Linked DNA regions of Mus musculus: all the other regions are linked to region 2. Evidence: chromatin contacts called from public Hi-C data. All regions are on one chromosome and are shown on one strand. The core of a region is the stretch at or near the end of the contact, and the rest is flanking DNA. Distances in the headings are between cores, read along the strand shown. Region 1 overlaps Dnmt3a (DNA methyltransferase 3A). Region 2 overlaps Dtnb (dystrobrevin, beta). Region 3 overlaps Dnmt3a (DNA methyltransferase 3A).

Region 1 (4,253 bases), core at 1,504-4,003, 180 kb after region 2:
TGTCCTGGAACTCACTCTGTAGACCAGGCTGGCCTCAAACTCAGAAATCCACCTGCCTCTGCCTCCCAAGTGCTGGGATTAAAGGTGTGCGCCACCACCGCCCAGCAGCAAAATTATTTCAAATCCTTTAACATTTATGAAGCACCTGCTCTATGCAAGTTCCTATGATCTGTAGGGGATCCCAAAAGGGACACTAAGGCATGGCTCCTGTCTCCAGAGAAGTGGTGGCCTTTGGCTAGGAGGGATAATTTCTTTCTATCAGTAATTATCCTGTGAAGCCAGTGACTGTTTGCTGACTACTGTCAGTTTCTGAAATGAAGGGCTGATGAGCTTTCAGGGGTGAGTCTGGAGGTGCCTCTAGCAGTTCTTGTCATTCACAGGACCTCAGCCTCTGTCCGTTGCCATGGAGCAAGAACCACCTCTAAGGGGTGAGGCATGTCTGCATGTGAACGTGTGTATGCCTTGTACAGGTCTGTGGTGCCCTGCTAGGGCTTCTCAAGCAAGGTGCTCAGGCAGCCCAGGGCAGGGCTTTGCCTCCTGCAGAAGACAATTCCGTGGCCACAGACAGTTCCTGGGAGGTCAGCCAGCTGGCAAAGGCTGCATGCTTATTGTCCTGGGAGGCCTGGGCAAGTAGCTGGCTAGATCTGGCAAGTTCATCCCCTTGACTCAAACACCAACTTGAGGCATCTGTTCAGATTCTGGGTCAGTGGCTTCTGCTCTCAGCACTAACGGGAGCATGGATGTCTCTCTGTTTCTGGGGAAGGGCTTCTTTTGGGGGACAAGAGCCTATGCCTAGGCCCAGAGAGGCAAGTGTGTGTGGGTGTGTTTGCATGTCAGTGAATAAGGTGTGCATTCAGTATGCACTACTGTGTTTTCACTGTGTGTGCATAGAACATGGCATAGGCAGATATAGAGGCTTAAAAGACCCGCAGGCTGGAAATGAGAAGCTGGGACTGTTGATTCTTAAGGCTTCGCCTTTGCCTTCTGCAAATCTCAGAATCGCTCTGAGCTTCACTTTACCACCTGTGTGATGGGAGAACATGACACCTACTGTGGTTTCTGTCAATCATAAACATAAAATGAAGAGCAGGCTTGTAACCCCAGCACTCGGGAGATAGAGGAGAGAGGATCAGAAGTCCAAGCCTGTCTCAGCTGCCTGTCGGGTTCCAGGCTGGCTCAGGCACTTGGGAGCCTGTTTCAAAACCCAACAACAAAAAAGCATATGTGGAAATCCTTTGCTGATTTTGCTGTATTGTACAAATGTGAGCAATTATTGGCATAGCCCAGCTTGTCAGAAGGCAAAGATGTGTGTGACTTAAAATAATCCATCCAGTGAGCTGTGCTAAAATGTAGGTCAAATCATAGCCTCAGAATTTTAGAGTGAGGCTGGTGGGAACCACTTAACCTAACAGCCCACCCTAGCTGAAGGTTCCCCAAAGCTGTAAAGACTTCCAGAAAAGGAAAGTGACAATTCCATTTAAGGTGTAGATGATCTGTTTAAGGTTGGGGGTTGAGCAGATCCCTGACACTTGAGACGTGCAGCCTGGAGGACCACAAACTCATGGACACTCTGAGTTATACAGTGAGAGCCTCCCTCAACACACAATGCAAAACAAAACAGGTGTGCTGGCTCATGCCTATTAGCGCACTGAGGAGGGAGACTATTGTACTTTGAGGCCAGCTTAGGCTACATAATAAGTTTTAGACCAGGCTGGGCTCAACCTGTTTGTGACTGTGGAGACATAGAGATCTATGTGCCTTTGTGCCCTGTGCGCTGTAGGTTTGTATGTGAGTCTCTTTTGTGCATGTGGACTCTATTCTTTTTTGTTTGTTTGTTTGTTTCGAGACAGGGTTTCTCTGTGTAGCCCTGGCTGTCCTGGAACTCACTCTGTAGACCAGGCTGACCTCAAACTCAGAAATCCGCCTGCCTCTGCCTCCCGAGTGCTGGGATTAAAGGCATGCGCCACCACGCCTGGCGTGGACTCTACTCTTTACTGAGTATCTGCTATGTGACTGTCACTCATCTAAGGGTTGCCCAGTATCTGTCAGGCTAGGCTTTTTTTTCCTTTTCTTTTCTCTTCTTTTCTTTTCTTCTCTTCTCTTTTCTTTTCTTTTCTTTTCTTTTCTTTTCTTTTCTGTTGTTGGTTTTTAGAACAGAAACTCAAGTACTCTAGGCTGGCCTAGAAATTCTGACCCTCCTGCCTTCACCTCTCGAGAAGTCCCTGCTGGCCAAGCACATTAGTGCACCGGCACTGGGAGGCAGGAGGATTGCAAGTCTGAGGTCAGCCTCAAATTCATGGGGAGACTCTGCCTCCAAAATGAAAAACAGCAGCTCTGGTTACTCGATTCAAAGAGCTCATAGCATTGCAGGGGTGGGTGGCTGTCAGGACCTATCCGTTCAGTCTAGGTAGGGAAAGCAAGCCCGGGAAGCCTTCAGGGAAGGTGGGTTAGGCAGGAGGAGTAGCTGTGCCTGGGGAAGCAGCTGCTTTTGCACCCGCTGCCTATGTTGGGGCCCTGGGATAGAAAGGAAACACAGGCAGTTCAGCAAGAGCCCAGGGACCTTTACAAAGACTAGGAGTTGGGCTTGATCCTCCAGGTCCCTGGGGTCCCCCTCAGAGAGGGTTAAAGCTCTGTAGAATGACATAGTCCACCTTGCAATTTGGAAAAGTCTGCCGCCCCAGCATCCACATAGCTCACCATAGCAACGGCGGTAGCCAGATGTTGGGATCTGTCTGCTTGTGAGTGATGGCTGCACATGGAGGAGAGAGAGCTGGGATTTGCTGGAGGCCAGGAGGGGGCCTCTGCTGGCGGGCTGGGAATGCTGGCCCCTGTGAAACATTCTAGTATGGAGGCAGGAGGAAGTAAGCCGTTCCCCAGTGACTGTCACTGTTCCCAGCTTCCTCTATCGCCTTACTTAGTTCTCAAGCTCCAGCTGTGGAGCAAGCATGATTTCCATCTTATGGATAAGGAATGCAGGCTGCAGAGAGGCTAAGTTCAAGGTGACTAGTAAACAGTGTAAGTTCCTGCTCAGCCCAGCCCTGCTCTTTGCAAAACCCGTCTATAATTTCTGCCCCCCCCCACTCCTGCTACAGTTCTTGAGGGGCTAATTGAGACTCCTCCCTCTCCCCCCCTCATCTCCCCCTCCCACTCCGTCTCCCCCTCTCCCCCCCTCATCTCCCCTTCCCTTTTGTCTCCCCCTCCCCTCGGATGAGGAGGCCAATCTGGGCTCAAATCTGTTCCCACTAAATGTGCTGCTGTTTCCAGCTGCTCCGGTTACTACAGCACAGGTTCTTGCATTTCAGTATTAGCTGACATTCGACGACATCGGTGCTGCTTGCAGATTTGAGAAGCATAGCCCACATTCCTTTGCTTAACCCGTCTTAGGCACTGACAGGCCCCTGACAGATGCAAGAATAAACCTCTTGATAGACCTTCCTGGAGTCACTGAGGGCATGGCCCAGACCATCTGTCCACCCAATCAGTGTATCAGTTCCCTGCCCAGTGGTACGAACAGCCCACAGGCAGGCTCAGAGCAGAAAGCATACCCTCCATTTTAGAATGCTATATTGATAACTTGCTTTCCACAAAGCTGTACTGAGCTTCATGGGAAGGTGGGAGCCAAACCTAGATATGGGTCCAGCAGAGTAGGAGGTCTGTTCTGTGCACATCGTGCTTCCTGCTGGGATTGGGGCCCAGGCCTGGTGCTCTTCAAGTGCTGGTAAGGTGGCTGCTTCCTCCTAGGCTGGACTAGTTTGGATTGAAGCCAGCAGGGACAAAGTGTGCTGACTGTGTGTAGCATGCCTGGATAGCTTGTATGAGGTAAAGCACGTGAGCAGCACATGGAGGGACCATGTGACATAGGGTTTTCACACGGAGGGACCACGTGGCATACGGTTTGCTGTTAAAGACCCTAGAGGCCTTTCCCATGGGGTCATGAGAACAGGTGTTTGTCTGTACCAGAAGGTCAAGTGTCTTTGGTTTGGTTTGATTTCTGATTTTGCTTGTTTTTGTAGTAGCCAAAGATGGTTTTGAACTCTCCAAAAGGCAAGGATAACCTTAAATGTATAACCTTCCACATCTGCCTCTCCAGTTCAGGCATTGCAGGCATAGATTGCCATACCTGGCGTATGCAGCTGGGGACCCAGGCCTCAGTTCCAAGCACACTAGGCAAGCAGTCTACCAATCTAGCCAAAATGGCTTTGGTTTTTTGTCATTGCTGTATGGTGGCCATGTTTTCTTTTTCCTGATGAAAG
Region 2 (4,058 bases), core at 63-2,562:
TGGTACTCAGTTGCACAATAAACCACCAAAAATAAAACCTTAATGACAAAACACCATAATCATCAGACTGTATTTCTGACTTTGTGTCAGGTATTTGGGCAGGATGTGTAGGCCAGCAGTTCTCAACCTTCCTAATGTGGAACCCTTAAATACAGGTTCCCCCCCCACACACACACACAACCATAACATTTTTGTTCCTACTCTGTAACTGTAATTTTGCTACTGTTATGAATCACAATGTAAATATTTTTGGAGATAGAGGTTTGGCAAAGGGGTTGCAATCCATAGATTGAGAACTGCTGGTATTAGGATTGTCTTTCTCAACTCCATGTTTTCTGGGCTCTTTCTTGGGATGATTGAAATATGTTTGTGGCTTGAAGGACTGGAGGCTTCTTCATTCCCGTGTCCACTGCCACTCTAGGCTATCAGGAAGGCCCACCACGCTGAAGTTTTGCAAGAGTCCAGCAACATCTGCCCTATTCATGTGCTGCCCCTGGTGCTTGGCACCCGTGTTTTAGGAGACTTTGTCTAAGCCAGAGCATCTAGAGGCCAAATCTTGCAGGCAGACACACTGGGCAGAGCTTCCTGCCCTTGCCGTCTACCACACCCTCTAGGCTGGATCTCAGCCTAGGAGCAGGACAGTGGGCATGGAAGGGTGGAGTTGCTGTGAGTCCAGATGGGAGGAGAGAGCTTTGGAAACACAGCATACCACACACAGGACATTCCAAACAAGCAGGGCTTTCCTTATAGTTGATGGAACCAGAGAGATGTTCGTGGTTTTGTGCTAAATTTTCTTTATCTTTTTGTTTTGTTTTATTGTTTTTTTGTTTTGTTTTGTTTTGAGACAAGGTTTCTTTATGTAGCCTTGGCTGTCCTGGAACTTGCTTTGTAGATCAGGCTGGCCCTGAACTCAGAGATTCACTTACCTCTGCCTCCTGAGTGTTGGGATCAAAGGTGTGCATCACCACTGCTTGGCTGAATTTTACTTATAAAGAGTCCTTTACAGCACTGCAGAGGCAGAGACAGAGGCAGAGGCAAGCCTAGTCTACATAGTGAGCCACAGGCCAGCCAAGACTGTGGGTTAGATGTAGTTAGGGTATAGAAACACACAACCAACTTCTCATCCCCTGCCTCCCTGTCTGCCACTCAGATCTCTGCCTTCCCCAGTTTTCACTTTACCAAGGTCAGTCTGACTGACTCCCACCTTGGTATTCCAGACGGTGAGGGTGTTGGGGAAGAATGGGAGAATTTATGAAAATATTCTTGGACCACAGATGTGGTTCTTAGTAGAATATCTTTAGTTACATAACTAGGGGAAGTGACCTGAAAATTTCATCTTTCTAGCCAGCAGATGGCAGACTGCACCTTTGAACAGTCTTATCCCCTTTAAAAAAAATCTATAAATAAGGAAGTAGTTTTTGTTTAACAAGATGTTAAACAAATATTACTGTTTTAAAAATATTAGTGATAATCTCATATAATTTTTGAAGCATTGATACAAAAATTTTTAATATAAGGAGTCATATTTATCAGAAACAATTTTCCTTCCTTCCTTCCTTCCTTCCTTCCTTCCTTCCTTCCTTCCTTCCTTCCTTCCTCCTTTGAGATAGGGCTTCTCTGTGTAGCCCTGGCTGTTCTGGAATGCACAGAAATCTGCCTGAGTACTGGGATTAAAGCCATGAATTACTGCTAGCATCTATCTCCTTGTACCTTTTATTTTTATTTATTTTTTATTTTTTATTTTTTTGGTTTTTTCGAGACAGGGTTTCTCTGTGTAGTCCTGGCTGTCCTGGAACTCGCTCTGTAGACCAGGCTGGCCTCGAACTCAGAAATCCGCCTGCCTCTGCCTCCCAAATGCTGGGATTAAAGGCGTGCGCCACCACGCCCGGCTTCCTTGTACCTTTTAAATTCTAAAAGATAATCTGATAGTCTCTTCAGGGTGGAAAAAGTATGCTTATTGGTCATACTTTTCCCAGTTTCAAATGGATCTATGTTATATTTAATTACTACTTTGCAAATAGCACAAAATCAAATAGGAAATTATTTATCTACCTACCTTCCTTCCTACCTACCTACTTACCATTGAGACAGGGTCTCACTATGTAGCTCTGGCTGTCCTGGAACTCACTATGTAGACCAGGGTATCCTCAAATTCACAGTGATTCCCCTAGCTCTACTAGAATTAAAAGCATGTGCCACCATGCTCAGCCTGGATATGGAGATGTGTCTGAATAAATTGTAGATGTATATGAGTGCTGTACTTACATATATGCATGTGTGCTATTTGCATGCCAAGTGCCCATGGTGTTCAGAAGAGGGGGTCAGATACCATAAAACATCAGTTATGGATGGTTGTGAGCCTAGGTCCTCTGCAAGAGCAACAAGTGCTCTTAGCCTCTCCCATCTCTGGATACAAGTTTTTAATGCATAAAATAGCACTCCCACAAATAGGAAATGGGGCACAGACTTGAAGTGTAAAACAAAATCTACAAAGTCTGCTTTTTTTTCTTTGTCTTTTTCTTTTTCTTTTTTTTTTTTTTTGTGCCCAGGTACCCTCAGAAGCTACTGAGTCAGTGCCTGCCTTGGCTGCTGCCCTGTGTCTATTGTTGGTGCAGTAAAGCTGCCAGCTGTGTCCATGGCACCAGCTTGGTGCTGCTGTGCTCTCAGCCCACTCCAGCTGGGCAGCTCCTGAGTCAGCAGGCTGCTTCTCTTCCTCTGTGTGAGTTGAGTCTTGGCCCCCTGGAAGAGCCCCACCTCTCTTAGCTCCTGCTGGTTTGCTGACTATTGTCTCCACCCTTTGTGTATTCAGGAGACAAGTGAATCATTGTTGAGGTGTAGTCTGGACTCTGTTGAGAGTGTAGGAAAGGGTTGCTATTTTGCAGAGGCCACAGGCAACACCCAGGAGCACAGCCTGTAAACTAGAGCATTCTGTTGCTGCGTGAAAAGGCACTGCAGATTTCATCACAAGTCCAGGTAGAGTGTGGCTGGATTCTCACCTCCAGACCCCTCGAACCTGGCATAAGGTGTCAGCCATGGCTCAAGTACCATTAAGATTTCAGGCTTTTGGGGAATCTTGCCCATTAACTGGTTGTTGGCAAAATACATTTTGTTTTTTTTTCAGCTGTGATTCCTGTTTTCCTTTTTTTTTAATTTACATGATTATTCTTTTAAGACTTATTTATTTTATGTATATCAGTACACTGTAGCTGTCTTCAGACAAACCGGAAGAGGGCATCAGATCCCATTACAGATGGTTATGAGTCACCATGTGGTTGCTGGGAATTGAACTCAGGACCTCTGGAAGAGCAGTCCGTGCTCTTAACTGCTGAGCCATCTCTCCAGCCTGATCCCTGCTTTTCTATTCCTGGCCATCTGCGGTCTTTTGCCACGATGAAGCTTACATAAGCCATTTACAACATGGGCATCGCCTGCCTCCAAGGCCAGCTGGAGTGCATCCCGTGATTGCCTTTCCTACCGTTGGGGTGGACTCCCTCTTTCCATATAATGTTATGTAATCTAAAGAAAGGCTATGTTAGCATATTCATGTTCTCCCATGGTCAAGGACGGTGGGAATATGACAATGAGTTATTGAGGGTTAGTTTCTCATATTAGTCATTCTGGTTATTTTATTTCTTGCTTTTCAGTTTAGTACTTCTAGAACATTACACCTGGCATCTCTTAATTTAAAAAAAAAAAAGTCTTAGAAACATGAAGATGCTGCCATGAGGCACACACTCCAGTTTGCTGCCCTCCTCCAACTGCTCTTATTCCCGACTTTCTTCTGCTCATGCCCCTTCGCTCCAGGGCATGGGTTCCACATCCATTGTTATCTCTCTGGTAATTTTACTGTCTGTGGAGTTAAGCCTGTTAAATCCTGGCCATACAGTCTCTTGACTTCTCCAGTTCTGATGATCTCCTCCACTGAGCCTCAAACATCTGGCCCACAATCATGCCGGATGTCTCGCCCCATCTAGCTGCCCTCCTTCCCGAGCCACTGAGAGCAGTTCTCTTTTGACAACCTCTTATTGTTCCCGATTTGTTCCTCCTATTTCACTAAG
Region 3 (4,122 bases), core at 909-3,408, 250 kb after region 2:
CGAGGGGCTGCTGCTGTGGCAGGCTTCTTTTGCTTTTTAAAACACTTTCTCAGGAAAGTGGATACTGCAGAGTTAGCCTCTTCTGTTTTGCACACAGTAGGCATGGACACTGAGCTACAACTCAGCCTGGTGTCTATATAGTCTGGCTATATGGTGTCTATATAGTCTAATCTGGCTTCATACTTGGCGTTCTCACTGCTTCTTTCCCCTTCGTGAGTGTTGGGATGAGATGATGCCTCTCTCTCTCTCTCTCTCTCTCTCTCTCTCTCTGTCTGTCTCTCTCTCTCTTTCGTTTTTCGAGACAGTGTTTCTCTGTGTATTCCTGGCTGTCCTGGAACTCACTTTGTAGACCAGGCTGGCCTCGAACTCAGAAATCTGCCTGCCTCTGCGTCCCAAGTGCTGGGATTAAAGGCGTGCGCCAGCACCGCCTAGCTAGACTGGGCTATCTCTTAACCTAGGAAAGGACACCGTCAAAAGTGGGCTTCACTTTCCCTGCGCTGTGCTGAGGTAACACAACAACACAGAACTTTAGCTTTTGGAGCAAAACTTTTGTTTTGCATTGACCTCAAATTTCTTTTCTTTTTTTTTTATTTTAGATTTATTTATTTATTATATGTAAGTACACTGTAGATGTCTTCAGACACACCAGAAGAGGGAGTCAGATCTCTTTACAGGTAGTTGTGAGCCACCATGTGGTTGCTGGGAATTGAACTCAGGACCTTTGAAAGAGCAGTCGGTGCTCTTAACCTCTGGGTGCTGGGCTTTCCTGCAGAAACAGGAGTTTTTTGGGGTTTGTTGTTGTTTTAATAAAGGGTGTCTTCTTTTTTTTTTTTTTTCTTTTTTGGTTTTTTGAGACACAGTTTCTCTGTGTAGCCCTGGCTGTCCTGGAACTCACTTTGTAGACCAGGCTGGCCTTGAACTCAGAAATCCGCCTGTCTCTGCCTCCCAAGTGCTGGGATTAAAGGTGTGCGCCACCACGCCTGGCTTTTTTTTTTTTTTTTTTTTTTTTTTTTTGCATATGTACTTTTTGTCCCTGGGTAGTCGTTAGCTGCCTGGTATGTGTTTTTGAAACTTCTTTTAAATTTTCCTGTAAGGATTAAGGCTTGTTTGGTTGTTTGTGGGCAGGCATGGTATGGAGAGGGTTGTGCTGTGTGTGTCTATTTGGGGTAAGAGCTTTTGACCCTCCCTGGAGGCCTGTTGGTACCTAGATAGGGCTTTCCTGCTCTGTGCTTCTATGGTGTCTCTTGCTTTCTAGGCCTTTGGCATCCACTGTGAATGATAAGCTGGAGCTGCAAGAGTGTCTGGAGCACGGCAGAATAGCCAAGGTGAGTCTCAGCACTGAGGACAGCGTGAGTGGTGGAGGATGCAGGCTAAGGAGTGGGCGGCTTAGCTGTGCGACATGTGACCTCTTGCGATGGTGTGGGGTCATAGAGCCAGTTGGCCAGGGAATGAGCGTGCTGCCCCTCCGTCCCGCCCCGGCAGGTGCTGTAGGGTCTTCAACAAGGTTCTGGGAAGTGCAGAGGCTTTTGTTCATACCCGTGTACGGGCTTTGCCTGCCTATTTCTGCACCACATCTTTGCTTGCTGAAGAAGCCAGAAAAGGATGTCAAATCCCAGGGCCTAGGACTGGAGTTAAAGACAGTTGCAAGCCTCCGTGTGGGCACTGGGAATTGGACCAGTGTGCTCAGTCTCTGAGCCGGCTCTCCAGCCTCAGAGCTTTTTAAGTTGGGTGTCCCAGGTCTCGAATTCCCAGCTCAGACCCCATGAGGGTTGTCTGGCCTCCCCACGTTCTGACTTCTGTATCTTCCCCTCTTCTTTATTTTGAATGATGACTAAAACCTTTGTGTACTTACTTTTTCTGAAACTTTGGGCTTCCTTACTCTATCTCTAAAGCCTCCCTCCTCAGTCGTGGCTGCTTGTCTACCATGTGTCTGATCTACACGCTTGCCTCAACAGCACTACACTTCGAGTCTCTCCTTCCCCTCCTTCAGGCAGCAGCTGAGATTTACAGTTTTCCTTTTCTGCAGTTTTTCTCTTAAACTAATAAAATGGTTCTTCAAAAAGAAAAAACACTTTTGTTCCTGTTTGGCTGGGACCTGCAAGTCTGCAGCACTGAGAGAGTGCTCTTCTGAAGGAGTTGGTCTTAGGCTCCACCCACATAGTCTAGCTTTCTGCCTGCAGATCCCAGCAGGGGGCCTTAGCTGCTAAGTTATTGACATCCTTCTACCTGAAAGTTGCTCCCCCTGAAAGAGTCCCAGGCTTGGAAGACTTGAGGGGCAAGCTAGCCACAGCTGCTGCCTCTAGTCCTGTTAGCCTGAATAGACCAAGAACACCCAAGTGCCCTCTTAGTGAGAAGGGAAGCAGGGGTCAGTCAGCCATTTCCTCAGCAAATGATGGTGACTCATTCCTCTGCCTCTTCATCTTCTAGTTCAGCAAAGTGAGGACCATTACCACCAGGTCAAACTCTATAAAGCAGGGCAAAGACCAGCATTTCCCCGTCTTCATGAACGAGAAGGAGGACATCCTGTGGTGCACTGAAATGGAAAGGTAGAGTGCTGGGTGCTTGCGTCTGGCCAGGGCTGGGTTAAAAGGAAGGCGGCAGGCTCCTCATTTCCCCCAAATTCCCTGTGAGTGAACTTTAACAAGCGCTTTCCAGCATGCCAGGCCCTGGGGAGAACCTGCACTTTTCTGTAGCTGGTTCCTGTTCAGAAGGGTCCGGGGACCGCCCAACACAGATGAGCCCACTAGAACCCTCAGCACAGTGCATGGCTTGGATCATAGGTATTTTGTGTGTGTTTTGAAAGCCAGTATAGATGCCTGTGAGGTGCACCAGATGGCACCCAGCCGGGTGGGCTCCTCCTTGGATTTGAGGAGGATCTAGACAGATAAGGCTGTTCTCACAGACTCCCTGAGCTCACCAGGTCAGCCCAGAGTCCCACTCTTTGAGAGCCCCTCTCTTCTCAGAGGGGCATTTATGGATGAATCAGATTGAATTCAGACTCAAGCTGCCTGCACCATCCAGTTCTCATGTGCAGGGCGCCTGTAGAGCACATCCAAGAGGCATTTCAAAGGTCTGGGGGTTTTGCTTTGTTTTGTTTTTTTTTACTGCCTTTGTTTCTGGGGAGTGTGAATCTCAAAGCTGGGATTATACTACCTATCTTTATACCCACAGAGAGGCTGGCACATGGCAGCCTGTGACAGGAATTCAGAGTAAACTAACATCCGCCATCACACCCGCACTCACTCCCTTCCCTGCCTTCCTCCCACAGGGTGTTTGGCTTCCCCGTCCACTACACAGACGTCTCCAACATGAGCCGCTTGGCGAGGCAGAGACTGCTGGGCCGATCGTGGAGCGTGCCGGTCATCCGCCACCTCTTCGCTCCGCTGAAGGAATATTTTGCTTGTGTGTAAGGGACATGGGGGCAAACTGAAGTAGTGATGATAAAAAAGTTAAACAAACAAACAAACAAAAAACAAAACAAAACAATAAAACACCAAGAACGAGAGGACGGAGAAAAGTTCAGCACCCAGAAGAGAAAAAGGAATTTAAAGCAAACCACAGAGGAGGAAAACGCCGGAGGGCTTGGCCTTGCAAAAGGGTTGGACATCATCTCCTGAGTTTTCAATGTTAACCTTCAGTCCTATCTAAAAAGCAAAATAGGCCCCTCCCCTTCTTCCCCTCCGGTCCTAGGAGGCGAACTTTTTGTTTTCTACTCTTTTTCAGAGGGGTTTTCTGTTTGTTTGGGTTTTTGTTTCTTGCTGTGACTGAAACAAGAGAGTTATTGCAGCAAAATCAGTAACAACAAAAAGTAGAAATGCCTTGGAGAGGAAAGGGAGAGAGGGAAAATTCTATAAAAACTTAAAATATTGGTTTTTTTTTTTTTCCTTTTCTATATATCTCTTTGGTTGTCTCTAGCCTGATCAGATAGGAGCACAAACAGGAAGAGAATAGAGACCCTCGGAGGCAGAGTCTCCTCTCCCACCCCCCGAGCAGTCTCAACAGCACCATTCCTGGTCATGCAAAACAGAACCCAACTAGCAGCAGGGCGCTGAGAGAACACCACACCAGACACTTTTCTACAGTATTTCAGGTGCCTACCACACAGGAAACCTTGAAGAAAAC

The links. Hi-C and Micro-C count contacts between places; a contact is called where the count stands out from the background.
Region 1: a contact with region 2 is called in a Hi-C map of bone marrow-derived macrophages, with 32 read pairs. The contact joins two enhancer-like sites. A contact is called at or near these places in 16 of 39 promoter capture datasets (the 3T3-L1 cell line, 3T3-L1-derived adipocytes, the C10 cell line and 11 more), 16 of 484 Hi-C or Micro-C datasets (the G1E-ER4 cell line, Sertoli cells, Th1 cells and 11 more), 9 of 115 datasets of contacts at active chromatin or transcription factors (the HL-1 cell line, VIP interneurons, bone marrow-derived dendritic cells and 6 more) and 2 of 9 other capture datasets (liver and pancreatic islet).
Region 3: a Hi-C map of bone marrow-derived macrophages shows a contact between it and region 2, with 21 read pairs. The contact joins two enhancer-like sites. A contact is called at or near these places in 2 of 39 promoter capture datasets (the C10 cell line and cranial neural crest), 11 of 484 Hi-C or Micro-C datasets (B cells, the HPC-7 cell line, adipose-derived mesenchymal stem cells and 6 more), 8 of 115 datasets of contacts at active chromatin or transcription factors (DN3 thymocytes, bone marrow-derived macrophages, embryonic hindbrain and 4 more) and 4 of 9 other capture datasets (adipose tissue, embryonic stem cells, liver and 1 more).

Annotation. Positions count from the first base shown.
Region 1 is chr12:3,840,743-3,844,995 of GRCm38.p6, forward strand. The region is part of intron 2 of Dnmt3a (DNA methyltransferase 3A); the gene reads left to right. Among named protein-coding and RNA genes, the nearest start is that of Dnmt3aos, 19 kb to the right of the region's middle. Within about 2 kb of position 2,754, at least 26 of the 459 cell types and tissues checked have an H3K27ac peak or open chromatin away from gene starts, as enhancers often do. A contact at or near this core is called in bone marrow-derived macrophages and neural progenitor cells, where this site is marked.
Region 2 is chr12:3,660,124-3,664,181 of GRCm38.p6, forward strand. The region is part of intron 8 of Dtnb (dystrobrevin, beta); the gene reads left to right. Among named protein-coding and RNA genes, the nearest start is that of Dtnb, 90 kb to the left of the region's middle. Within about 2 kb of position 1,313, at least 95 of the 459 cell types and tissues checked have an H3K27ac peak or open chromatin away from gene starts, as enhancers often do. A contact at or near this core is called in bone marrow-derived macrophages and neural progenitor cells, where this site is marked.
Region 3 is chr12:3,904,338-3,908,459 of GRCm38.p6, forward strand. Dnmt3a (DNA methyltransferase 3A) reads left to right here. Exons shown (of 23, transcript NM_007872.4): 21 at 1,256-1,325; 22 at 2,428-2,546; 23 at 3,269-4,122. The coding sequence ends at 3,410. Among named protein-coding and RNA genes, the nearest start is that of Gm31623, 12 kb to the left of the region's middle. Within about 2 kb of position 2,159, at least 7 of the 459 cell types and tissues checked have an H3K27ac peak or open chromatin away from gene starts, as enhancers often do. A contact at or near this core is called in bone marrow-derived macrophages, where this site is marked.